Linked DNA regions of Zea mays: regions 1, 3 and 4 are each linked to region 2. A link is a contact called in public Hi-C data. All regions are on one chromosome and are shown on one strand. The core of a region is the stretch at or near the end of the contact, and the rest is flanking DNA. Distances in the headings are between cores, read along the strand shown. Region 1 holds the start of LOC541615 (sucrose transporter 1). Region 2 holds the start of LOC100274922. Region 3 holds the start of LOC103631773 (50S ribosomal protein L18, chloroplastic-like). Region 4 holds the start of LOC100282269 (kelch motif family protein).

What was found. A called contact is a pair of places that touch in the nucleus more often than the background predicts.
Region 1: a contact with region 2 is called in a Hi-C map of bundle sheath, with 3 times the contacts expected there. The contact joins the promoter of LOC541615 here to the promoter of LOC100274922 in region 2. A contact is called at or near these places in 8 of 25 Hi-C or Micro-C datasets (bundle sheath, ear, endosperm and 3 more).
Region 3: a Hi-C map of leaf mesophyll shows a contact between it and region 2, with 3 times the contacts expected there. The contact joins the promoter of LOC103631773 here to the promoter of LOC100274922 in region 2. A contact is called at or near these places in 3 of 25 Hi-C or Micro-C datasets (bundle sheath, leaf and leaf mesophyll).
Region 4: a contact with region 2 is called in a Hi-C map of bundle sheath, with 1.8 times the contacts expected there. The contact joins the promoter of LOC100282269 here to the promoter of LOC100274922 in region 2. A contact is called at or near these places in 2 of 25 Hi-C or Micro-C datasets (bundle sheath and leaf).

What each region holds. Positions count from the first base shown.
Region 1 is chr1:15,200,409-15,203,108 of Zm-B73-REFERENCE-NAM-5.0, reverse strand. LOC541615 (sucrose transporter 1) reads left to right here and starts at 1,295. Exons shown (of 13, transcript NM_001305791.2): 1 at 1,295-1,417; 2 at 1,500-1,748. The coding sequence starts at 1,563.
Region 2 is chr1:15,071,379-15,074,078 of Zm-B73-REFERENCE-NAM-5.0, reverse strand. LOC100274922 reads left to right here and starts at 1,292. Exons shown (of 3, transcript NM_001149170.2): 1 at 1,292-1,585; 2 at 1,736-2,005. The coding sequence starts at 1,568.
Region 3 is chr1:14,907,447-14,910,146 of Zm-B73-REFERENCE-NAM-5.0, reverse strand. It overlaps LOC103631773 (50S ribosomal protein L18, chloroplastic-like), which reads left to right and starts at 1,348. Exons shown (of 4, transcript XM_008653247.4): 1 at 1,348-1,831; 2 at 1,920-2,023; 3 at 2,128-2,280; 4 at 2,377-2,700. The coding sequence starts at 1,705. The coding sequence ends at 2,529. It overlaps LOC103631772 (conserved oligomeric Golgi complex subunit 4), which reads right to left and starts at 1,454. Exons shown (of 2, transcript XM_008653243.3): 1 at 1-1,454. The coding sequence starts at 1,200.
Region 4 is chr1:15,294,097-15,296,796 of Zm-B73-REFERENCE-NAM-5.0, reverse strand. LOC100282269 (kelch motif family protein) reads right to left here and starts at 1,321. Exons shown (of 3, transcript NM_001412099.1): 1 at 818-1,321; 2 at 637-700; 3 at 1-531. The coding sequence starts at 415.

The DNA.
Region 1 (2,700 bases), core at 46-2,545, 130 kb before region 2:
TATAAAGAGGGTCTTAAAGCTGTTTTAAATAAATTGAAAATATTAGTAGAAAATGGAGAACATAAAAAAATTAAATACATCATTATAGTGAATATATAGAGAATTTGATCCGTAGTATATAATACTCCCTCTGTCTCTAAAAAAATGTCGTTTGACTTTTCTGAGATCATGTTTGACCAGCTCATTTTATTCAAAAAAATTCATAATTATCATTTATTTTCATTACGGTTTAGTTTATCATACCATTTACTTTAACAATAAACTAAAGTTTTCTATATTTTCACAAATATTTTGAATAAAACAAATTGATCAAAGTTGGCCTCAAGAAAGTCAAACGACATCCTTTGTGAGACGGAGGGAGTAATACATAAGAGAATAAAAAATAAAATATATCGCACCACAAAGGGATCAAACCAGCCAATCTCCAAGATATGAGCCCAAAAGCTACAGACCACCTAATCACATTCTCTCTGGTGCTTGAAGCTGTAAATGTTTTCCATATAGTTTAAAACTTCAGTGTTTAATATGTGTTGGTCCTGCACCTGCACTACATATATGGTATACCATGGTCGCTCTATCCGGCATATCCTATGGATCCATCCCTAGTTGGAGAATTGAGAAGAAGAAAAACGGCCATCCGCACAAAGGCTCACGTGTATTACGATGAAGGTAGGTACCATCGAGCGACATGGTTGCGGCTTGTGCGGCGTACGTGTTTGTGGGACTCTCCATCCATCCCCAGCACGTCACTCTCTGCTTGGACGAACGCACGCAGATGCAGACGCAGTGGACCATTCGTAGTACCGCTAGGTTGTGCGTGTTCTCTAGTGACGATACGACTGACGACACGAACAGATCAGCCAGGCCAGCCAAGAAGCGCAGCCACAGGCGATCCGGGCGGCGCCTGTGCATGGCCGAAACTGGAGTGGAATCGCTAGGTGCACCCGGGGGGTGATAGAGGATTCGCAGCCTGGCGAAGCTAGACCGGACGATCTGGAGGCAGCGGCTGCAGATGGATAAGGCAGGCAGGCACTCCTGCAGGCTGCAGCACCCTGTGGGCTGTGCCGTGGGCCTAGCATAGCAGTAATTAATAATTGCGCCCTGGGGGAGTGAGTGCTGGTAGGATGGCGGGACGAGTGGCCGCATCCGCGGGCAGGCTAGGCTCGCATCGCATAGCAGCTAGCGTGGTCCGCGCACGCCAGGCCGCGGGCCGGGCTGGGCCGGCCGGGGTCGTCGCGCGCCACGGCCTTTAAATGCCACACCATCTCCCCCGCTCCAAACACCCACACCCACACCACACCTCACGTCTCCTCACTACCCGCGCTCTCAGGCAGCGCACCTCGCTCCTCCTCCCCCACAGCGCTTTCCATTTTCGTCTATCTCCCGAGAACCCTCCTGCGCCTCCCAAAGCTCTCTTGTTCGTTGCTCCCCCCCCCCCCCCCCCCGTGCTGGTTAATCATCCCCTTCGATTTCGATCACATACATATAATCTCTCTCAGCTATCGCGGCCGCGCGCCTGATCGACGTACGACCGGTCTGGTACGTACGTGTGCTCGCCCGCCATGGCTCGCGGCGACGGCGAGCTGGAGCTGTCCGTGGGGGTCCGCGGCACCGGCGGCGCGGCGGCGGCGGCGGCGGACCACGTGGCGCCGATCAGCCTCGGCAGGCTCATCCTCGCCGGCATGGTCGCCGGCGGCGTGCAGTACGGCTGGGCGCTGCAGCTCTCCCTCCTCACGCCCTACGTGCAGGTATACACACACACATATAGACGTCGTACTGCCTAGCTACATACCCTTCATCGTCACCACCGACACGCGACGCGAGATCGCGCCTCCGCGCGTGTGCACGTATACTATACGTGCGTGTACATGCGGCGGGGCGGCATGCACGGCGAGCGCCGTACGTGTCTTGCTTGCAAATAAACGATACTACCGCCGATCATGCATGATGTTCTATATTCAACCGCTATTTTACAAAAGCTAATAATAAGCAGGTGCCATATACACACATTTAATGAGTAGTAGTTTGAATTTGAAAAAGGCAGAGAGCATCTTTTCGATGACCAGTAACGACGTAATGGACGTTTGATCCTGTCTTTGTCTCGTCAAACCCACGAGAGAAAAAAAAGTAGAGTAAGCACGTAGTACACACTGAGAATCAGCATATATATATCTGCACGTACACATGTGTGGCCAAAAAAACTTGCAGCTGATAGCTACGTATACACTTGGTCGTTTCTACTTGATGTATGTGGGTGGTTTTGTTTAGATGAATTATATACTCCGTATGAACTGGAGCAGTGCTTCACGATCGAAATAATTAAACTGGAAATCCTGCTTCGTCCCTTACTTCCTGCTCCGCCACCCAAATATATATGTTGTGCCTACTTTTCCTCCGGACCGGCTAATTACTGCCGAAATAAGCTGGGAAGAACACAGCTTCTTCTCTCTTCCTTCTTTTCATTGCATGCACATACAAAAGTCAAACCTTTCAGAAACGTTTCTATGTGCACGGCAGACGTGGTGTGTGTGTGACGTACAGTAGGCACTGGTATTGTTGTGACCACCTGCCAGTATTAATACACTACTGTACTTTCATCTGCCACCTCGTATGTGCCAGTCTTGGGTCCCTAGGCCCTAGCATATGCATGACCGAAGAAGCAGATAGCCTTGCCGAAAAAGACGCAGGATCGTCGGAAGG
Region 2 (2,700 bases), core at 43-2,542:
GATGCCGCCTCATCATCACCATCTCGCGCGAACTCGTTAACTCGCCATAACGACATGTCGATGTGAGTATGTGACCACTCCGTCCTATCCCCCTCGCTGGTTTGCCCCTTTCCCTTCTCCGGCTCTCCTGCTAGGACAACTTAAAAGGTTTTTAGGTATTCATATCATCTTGGAATATTCCTATTCCTAGTATTACCTTACCTTCATATTATTGTCACGAAGCTATTTTTTAACTGGTCTAGTGATTTATCCTTTGTGGTGTCGCTCCATCTATAATTTTGTCATGCGTTCGGCACTACATCTAGTCACCTGTGTCCACCCCTCTTGCACGCCTGACTAGCTTCAAAATACACAGCTTGTTCGCTGCGACTTGCTGCGGCTGCAATCCGGCTGCGGCTGCGGCTTCTACAGTATTTTTCTCTCTATGGATTGCAGCTGCAGTAATCCAAACAGCTGCAACAGTGTCGGCTTGTAGCCAGCCGAACACGCCCACACATACCCCGTATGCATATCCGGGAAGTTAATACGACGAGAACCTTCGCCAACGCGTCCAGCCGCTAATAACGCTGTCACGAAGGAGTTCATGAGTGAATGAACGCATATACTGTATCATGATATGATGGGAACGCCGGTAGTTATTGGCGGCAACAACACGCTGGCCGGATTGGAGGCTCTGAGAACTTCGGCAGCCGTCTGAACCTCTGGAACCCCTGCGTACGTCAGCGTCGCCATGGTCACTTCTTCGTCTCTCGCCCTACATGACATGATTCACGGGAAGGTGGACAGGTCGCCTGCAAAGTGAAGAGGATGAGCGAGCTTGTTGCCACTTGCCAGTCGCATCCGATTTTGGCAATGGCAAGGACGTTTAGGCCGGGCACCGAATTGTGCTTGTGCTTCTCCTTTTCGGGGGCACGGCCGAGCTGGCCACACGGAGTCGCGGATTATTTTTCCTCCCTGCCGACTAGTCACCATCCTGTCCTCCCTGAAAGGTATTCGCGTAGTAGTAGTAGAGGAGGCAAAAGCCGTGTGAAGCCATGGCCACAGCACGGACCGGGTGAAGTCACGGGTCTGTGGGCCCAGATTGGCAGGCAATCCTCAATGCTAGCTCCACGGCTCCACTCCACCACACCACACAGCACAGCAGTCACCAGCTGTGGCCGCCCGCCTCCGCCCTCCGCGCCGCGGACGCGTGGTGTTGGCGTGGTATGCAACGGGCAGTCAGCGCAACGGATCGAAGAGAGAGCTTTGCAGGAAGATTATAAAGCTGCAGTGGGCACCCACTGGTGGCTCGAAACCAGCTGGATTTTCTTTCCACTTCGGTGTGCTGGTCGACGTGGTCCTTCTCTCCTCTCGTCTCCACAGTCCACACACACCGTGTGCGGCGGTAGCTGCTGCTGCCCGTGCCTACCGAAGAAGACAAGTCCAACACTGTTGTTCTGTTCCGTGATTGCGGAATTTGCTTCACCACACCTTCATCAGAGAGCCGAGACGACACGCTCGAGACCCAGCAAGGCAAGAAGAACACGAGAGAGACAGCAGGCACCAGGCAGGGATCAATCATCCGTCCATGGAGAACCTAAAGGAGGTAAGTAAACCTAGTGATCTCTGCCTCCCTGGACCCTCTCTCTCTTGATTCCTTTCCCGAGGAGCTCAGCTCGCTCGGCTAGCTAGGCACCGGGTTCCTGTTCCTGCCGCGAGGCGCGTCTCACACGCGGCGGTCGGTGCGCGCATGCAGCAGCGGGGCCACGACGCGGCGGGCGCCAACGCCTGGATGACGGTGCCGGCGTTCGGGGACTGGGACACGAAGAACGGCGCGCTGCCGGACTACTCCATGGACTTCTCCAAGATCCGCGAGATGCGCAAGCAGAACAAGAAGGAGCTCTCCCGCGCCAGCCTCGGCGGCGACGACGACCTCCTCGCCCACGCCCAGAAGCCGCAGCCCAGTATCGCCCCGCCCAAGCTCGGCCGCCCCCGCCCCGGCCCCGCCGACGACCACTCCCCAACGGTAAACTTTTTCGTTTCGTGCCCCGTTCCCCGTCCCAGCATCATTAAACCAACCTGAGGCATCTTTTCTTTCCCTTTTTTTAACTGGATTTCGATTCGTCTAGTTTTAACTGGAATTTATAAGCGCGGGTAGTAATTAGCTAGTGTCGAGGATTGACCTTGCTATTTGTGAATGACTGGAGTACAAGCTAGGTACAAAATGAATGAATTAAACTAAACTAGTCTCCGGACGAGCCAGATTAGCAACGCTGACAGTGGACTAAAAAGCTGCAGCTGGCGAAAGCAGTTCTTTTGGAATTACGAAATACGTAGTAAAGTCACCTCACCACTTCAATAGGCAGCATCGCTGCAGTCTGTAGGAGCTCGATATCCTGCCGCGGCAGATTTCTGAAATGTCATAATAGTTCCCCCCAACATGTCAATGTTGGAAGAGTACAGCAACTCGCATCTACATGTGGCAGAGCTTCGAACTGGTAATACTAGCTAATTGATGTCTTAACCAAATGTTCCCCTACAGGGATAACATTTCGTTCCATAATCTTGAGGACAGAATAAGAAGATCATGGAGAACCACGGGTTTACTGCATATGCTGTAGATTATAATAAGATGTAGACACACAAGAGCAGTTTGCGCTCAAAATCTGGATCAAGGTATTAATAAGAGTTCTACTGAATAATATATTTGAATGGTGCAAA
Region 3 (2,700 bases), core at 99-2,598, 160 kb after region 2:
AAGCTCAGGCTTGACATCTCTCAATCCACGGATCTTGTTCACCATAAATTCAGTGTAGTCCTCACCAAGCTGGGTCAACGCAAGAATCTCCTCAAGATAAAGCTCAATTTCCCTGGGATCAGGCCCTTCACTACCTCCAGCAGCACTGGCCATGGAACCCATGACCGAAAGGAGGTTCTTTGTATAGGAGTTTATATCCGATGCAAGTCGTGCAAGCTTCCTGTAATCAGCATAACGGCGTAGTATCTGGGTGCCCCGCGAATCACACTCCTCCTGCAGCTCAATGATGGCATAAGCAACACCATCGTCTCCCCTGAGCTCACGAAGCACAGCATCATTCTCCTCAACAGCGAGCACAATGTCCTTAAAGAGACGGGTGAGGCAGCCAACAAAATCCGGCCGCTCAGAGGTCGGCTGGGTCGCGGAGGTCAGCTCCGCGAGGTGCTCAAAGTCTGCGCGGGCACGCAGAGCGACAACCTTCTTCAGGTAGGCGACGTAGACCTGGAGTCCTTCATCAGCGAGTCCGAGCAGTGGGAATAGGCGGACGAGGCGAAGCACAGCAGGATGGTCCTGTGCATCAACGACCGCCGCTAGCCTCCGACGCGCGAGCCCCTCGAGGCGACGTTTCATGTCAAGCAGATCGCGGCGGAGATCGTCGTCGGTGGGGAACCGAGCGTCGATAGCGAGGAATTCGTGCACGGCGGTGGCGGCGGCGGCGAGGTCGTCGGCGGCCAAGGCCCGCCGCGCGGCTTCGAGCGCGCGAGAACGATCGAGCGCGGCCTCGGCACGTGCCAGCGCAGCGTCCGCCCTGGAGTGCGCCGCGTCGAGATGGCGGACGCGGGACGAGAGCGCGTCGGCGAGCGCCGCGGTGGTGGAGGAGGATTCCTTAAGCGCGGCGGCGTCGGAAGCCGCGAGCGAGAGCAGAGGCGGGGCAGAGCGGAGGAGCGAAGCAGCGGCGCGGTCGAGGTCAGCACGGCGGGCGAGGAGAGCGTCGAGACGGGCGTCGAGCCCGCGCTGGTAGGCCACGCACTCGTGGAGGAGGCGGGTGGCGGCACCCGCGTCGGTGAGGACTCGGAGCGCGGCGAGGGAGGCCGGGTCGCCGAAGTCGAGGGATGGTGGCACGTCAGCGGACGAGGGGTCCGGGGCCACAATGGCATCCGGTCGGCGCGGGGACCGCGGGGCGGGAGAGGGCACCGCCATGGCCGCGGACCGCGGCGTCGGTGCAGATCGGCAAGATCTCGGAGTCCGGGGGAGAAGACGAGACTCGAGAGGGTTGGGCTGTGGACCGTTGGACACCGAGAAGACCAGATCTCGGAGTGCTTCTCTCTCTCTTCTTTTTTTCAGGGCAAGGGCGACGGTGCGGTGCGGAGTGTGCGGGCGCTGCGGCTGGTGCCTGGTGGGGAAAAAAATTTGCTGCAGCCCGGCTGCAAACTAGGCTGTTTGCAGCCCCTCACAAAAATGAGGATAGGCCCCACCTGTAGGCCAATAACACAACTAAAACGTTATCTAGTAGACTTGCAGGTGAGGTCTATCCTCTTTTTTGTTAGGGGCTGCAAACAGCCTGGTTTGTAACCGGGCTGCAACAAATTTTTTTCCCCTGGTGGTGGTGGGGTAAAACGGAATGGTAAACTGAAGCCAACTGCCAACCCAACGAAGGCCAGAACTGCGCGCGCGGAACCTGTTCGACGAATTGGCGCACTGGCTATGGCGCTGCTACGCGCCGCGCTAGCCCAGCCGTTATCGCCGCGCCCCGCGCTCCCGGTCCGCCACCCTCCGACCTCGCTGACAGGCTCCAGGTTTATCCTCGACTTCTCGCTTCCGCCACATCCAGGTGAGCAGAGCCACCGCATACACGCTGTTCCGCGCTCGCTAGCTCGGCGACGCCCACGCGCGCTCTTATCTCTGTCTGACGCGTGCAGGCCCCGGCGCGCCCCGGCGCGAGTACCCCAGGATCGAGGCGACGGCGAGGCGAGGCGCGCGAACTGAGAGCGCCAAGGTCAGGAACCGTCGGCTGCAGAAGAAGGTACGTTCCGGTGCTCCACCTGGTTCTCAAATTTCAGGATAAGGCCAGCTACCAGGCAGCCGGTGTAACCAAACCGCCGTTCCGCCGACTCTCGCTGTATGCAGTTCAACGGCACGGCGACGAAGCCCAGACTCTCGGTGTTCTGCTCCAACCGGCAGCTCTACGCTGTGCTCGCCGACGACCACAACAAGAAGATCCTCTTCTATGGCAGCACGCTGCAGAAGTCCATCTGCGGCGACCCGCCCTGTGGCACCGTGGTAAGCCGCCGCCGTCGTCTTCTCCATCTGGAATTTGGTTTGTATTCCGGCGGGACTCTTGAGCTTGAGTTCGCCTCGCCGGCTCGCCCTGCACAGGAGGCTGCCCGGAAGGTCGGGGAGGAGCTCGTCAGGGTGTGCAACGAGTTGGGCATCTCCGAGGTCTCCTACGACCGCAACGGCTTTGCTCGAGGCGACAAGATGATGGCGTTCGAGGTTCCGGTCTCACAGCACGGGTTCCTGCCAAGATAGGCTGCAACTGTAGTGTCGCCCCCAGAAAGGAGGCACCAGGGCTTGCATTGACAGTTCTCAGGAGACAGGGAAGTTGGTCACATTCCATGCGGATTCTGTATTCTGTATTCTGTATGATCCATCAGTCCTTGATCAACAGGCAGTTCATATTTCACTAACAAGGACAGTTTC
Region 4 (2,700 bases), core at 72-2,571, 220 kb before region 2:
GGCGCCGCAGCCGGTAGATCTCCCCGCTGCGGACCATGGAGCGGAAGTCCCGGCTGAGGGAGGCCACCGAGCCGTAGTCGGACCGAGATAGCCGGAGGAGGCAATTGAGGGTCAGGTCACGACCGATCGAAGTCATGGGGTTGCTCCCGGTGATCCGCTGCTCTCCGGAACCGGTTGCGTGGCGGTTGGAGCCGTGGCCCTCGCAGATGTCCGGCGTGTGCGGCTGCGGAGATGGCGGCTTGCTGCGCTTGCCGCCGCTGCCAGTTTCGTCCGGGTCTTCGACCTCGACGTCATCTTCCGGCGCCGGGCGCTTGCCGCTGAGGACCGCGTGGGCGAGGTACTCCCACTCCGCCTCCGGCTCGCAGGAGCTCGGCACGGAGCGTGACACAAGGTAGGACTTCCCTTCCAGCATCATGCCTTCTCCCCCAAAAATCTTTCTATTCTTGCTTTATTTGCTCCTCCTAATCTGAGATCGATCCAGGGGAAAAAAAGTTGAAATCTTATCTTGCTTAGCAATATCGTTGTTGCGATCTGCAGGCGACATAATCGAATAGAAAAAAAAATAAGCGGGGATGATATCAACGGGAACAAAGGGATCAAGAACAGGTGAAGACGTGAGATCTGGGGAGCACGAACCTCGTGAATAAAACAGGCACAAAAATCTAATCTTGCAGCGCGAACCCGACCGATCTCACCAAATCTGTGAAGAAGAAAACAAAAAAAAAAAACAAAATCTCTTTCTCAGCTCGGCGATAAGTCGGATGACAGGAATCCGGGCCAGCCAAGCAAGACGCCAAAATAAGGAAAAGGAGGTCACCTTAAACCAAATCCATGGCAGATTGCGGGCACCAAATCTGCGTTCAAAGATCGCGCACTGGAGCCCAATCAGAGGTCCTGGCCGCCACTCCACCCCCGAGAAATCCCCTCCGGTTCCCGGTCCTCCCCTCGCCCCCTACCGATGCGCGAGGATTTATACCTGTAGAGCTAGATAGATGGATAGACGGATGGCTGGCTCTATCTTCTGATGCCACTTGGTTACAACTGCCGCTTCTAATGCTTCTGGCCTCTGCTGCAGCCTCTGCTGTCTCCCTCGACCTCCCTCTCTCGTAGCGTGCTCCTCTGCTCCCCCCTCTCTCTCTTTCTCTCGTGTAGGGCTTGGGGAAATGGGACTCTCCCCTCCTTCACTCCCGCTTTCGCTTGGCAAGTGGTGGCCGGTGGGGAAGGGGCATGGGAACCCTATCGAATTTCTCTCTCCTGCTCTGCCCTGCCCCTCTCTCTCCTCCCTTTCGCTTTTGTGTGCGTCCGTCTGTTTTGGCTCGTCGGAATTGGAAGCCGCGCAGGGCTCAGAAATAGAAAAGGGCAGGAGCGGCCACCGTCCCAGCTCACCTGAGGCTGACGTGGATTACTCTGCCCTTCGCATCTTCTGCTGCGCTCTCGCACTGTACAGCCCCCATCGACTTTACTTACGTTCACCAAAAACAGCCGACCTTTATTTAAAAAAAATGGTCAAATAGAATAACTCCATGAAATCTAGATTCATCAAATTGATGAATATAATAATGATCAGATTAAAACTCTTCAAATGATACTTCACCAACTCTATGAATCTCTTCCCTCTCTCTCTCTCTCTCTCCATGGATCCTCCCTCGACCGATCGCGTCCTCTCCCTCATCCGTCAGAGTCCGTGCCCCGCCACTGCCCTGCCTCTCACGATGGATTTCAGATTCATGCTGCAATGAATTTTAAGATCTAGATTTAATTTTTCGCTCATGACATGAGGTTGTCCCAGTTTTACTCCCTACCCTCGACACAAAATCGGACTGAAAAGGTGGTTGACGACCGGCCGGTTATATATATAACTTGTTCAGGTATTAGCAATGCAAGTTAACAAACAAACACATGCCACGTATCCTTTCAATTTCTTTTCATCGATCGGATGCTGATTGCCAGCCGTAGAACCTTTTTTTTATGTGAACTAGAGTACAGTATTCTGCCACGACGCTGCCACAAATATAAACAAATGCTTCCTATTTGCCGGTCGTTGTCTTCGTTATTCGTCATCGTTGCAGGCTATAGATGGAGGGGAGTGTATATATATACACGTACAACCACCGGCTTAAAGTCAATTCAACCACTATTCCGATTTAAAATGTGTACAGATAATCAGTGCATTGATTATGAGCGTGAAGACATAATGGAGTGGCCCTGCAAAGAATCTTCAATGGCTTCTCTTTTCTAGTTTCTAGGTCAAGTAATCGTTCTCTTTTGCATACTACGCCAGTACGTACGTATGTACGTACATACAACGCCCAGTCGCCCCTATCGTGGCCTCCATACGGAAAAAAAGTGTCCTTAATCACTGTACACATCTGCAACTGAGCACGGATACGGATGTAAAAAAAAGTGCCCTTAATTACTATGCTTTATCTTTTATCTGTATCGGTTCGGTTGCTGGTATTTTTCTCTTCTTATTCTACTTGCATGCGCATGCTGCTCAAGATGAATTTGTTTTTTCAGTGACACGATTGTGTGTGTGAGCCAGGCTGCGGATGCAACCTTCTTTCGCGTTGCATTAGGCGTCTCCTGAAACAATGTGGTGGTGCTGCAGGAGCATAGTACATGTTCCACACCGAATACGTGGCGGCACCAAATCCTTGCACAGATTAAGGGGCGACAATCTTGCGCGGGTGCTCTAACAAG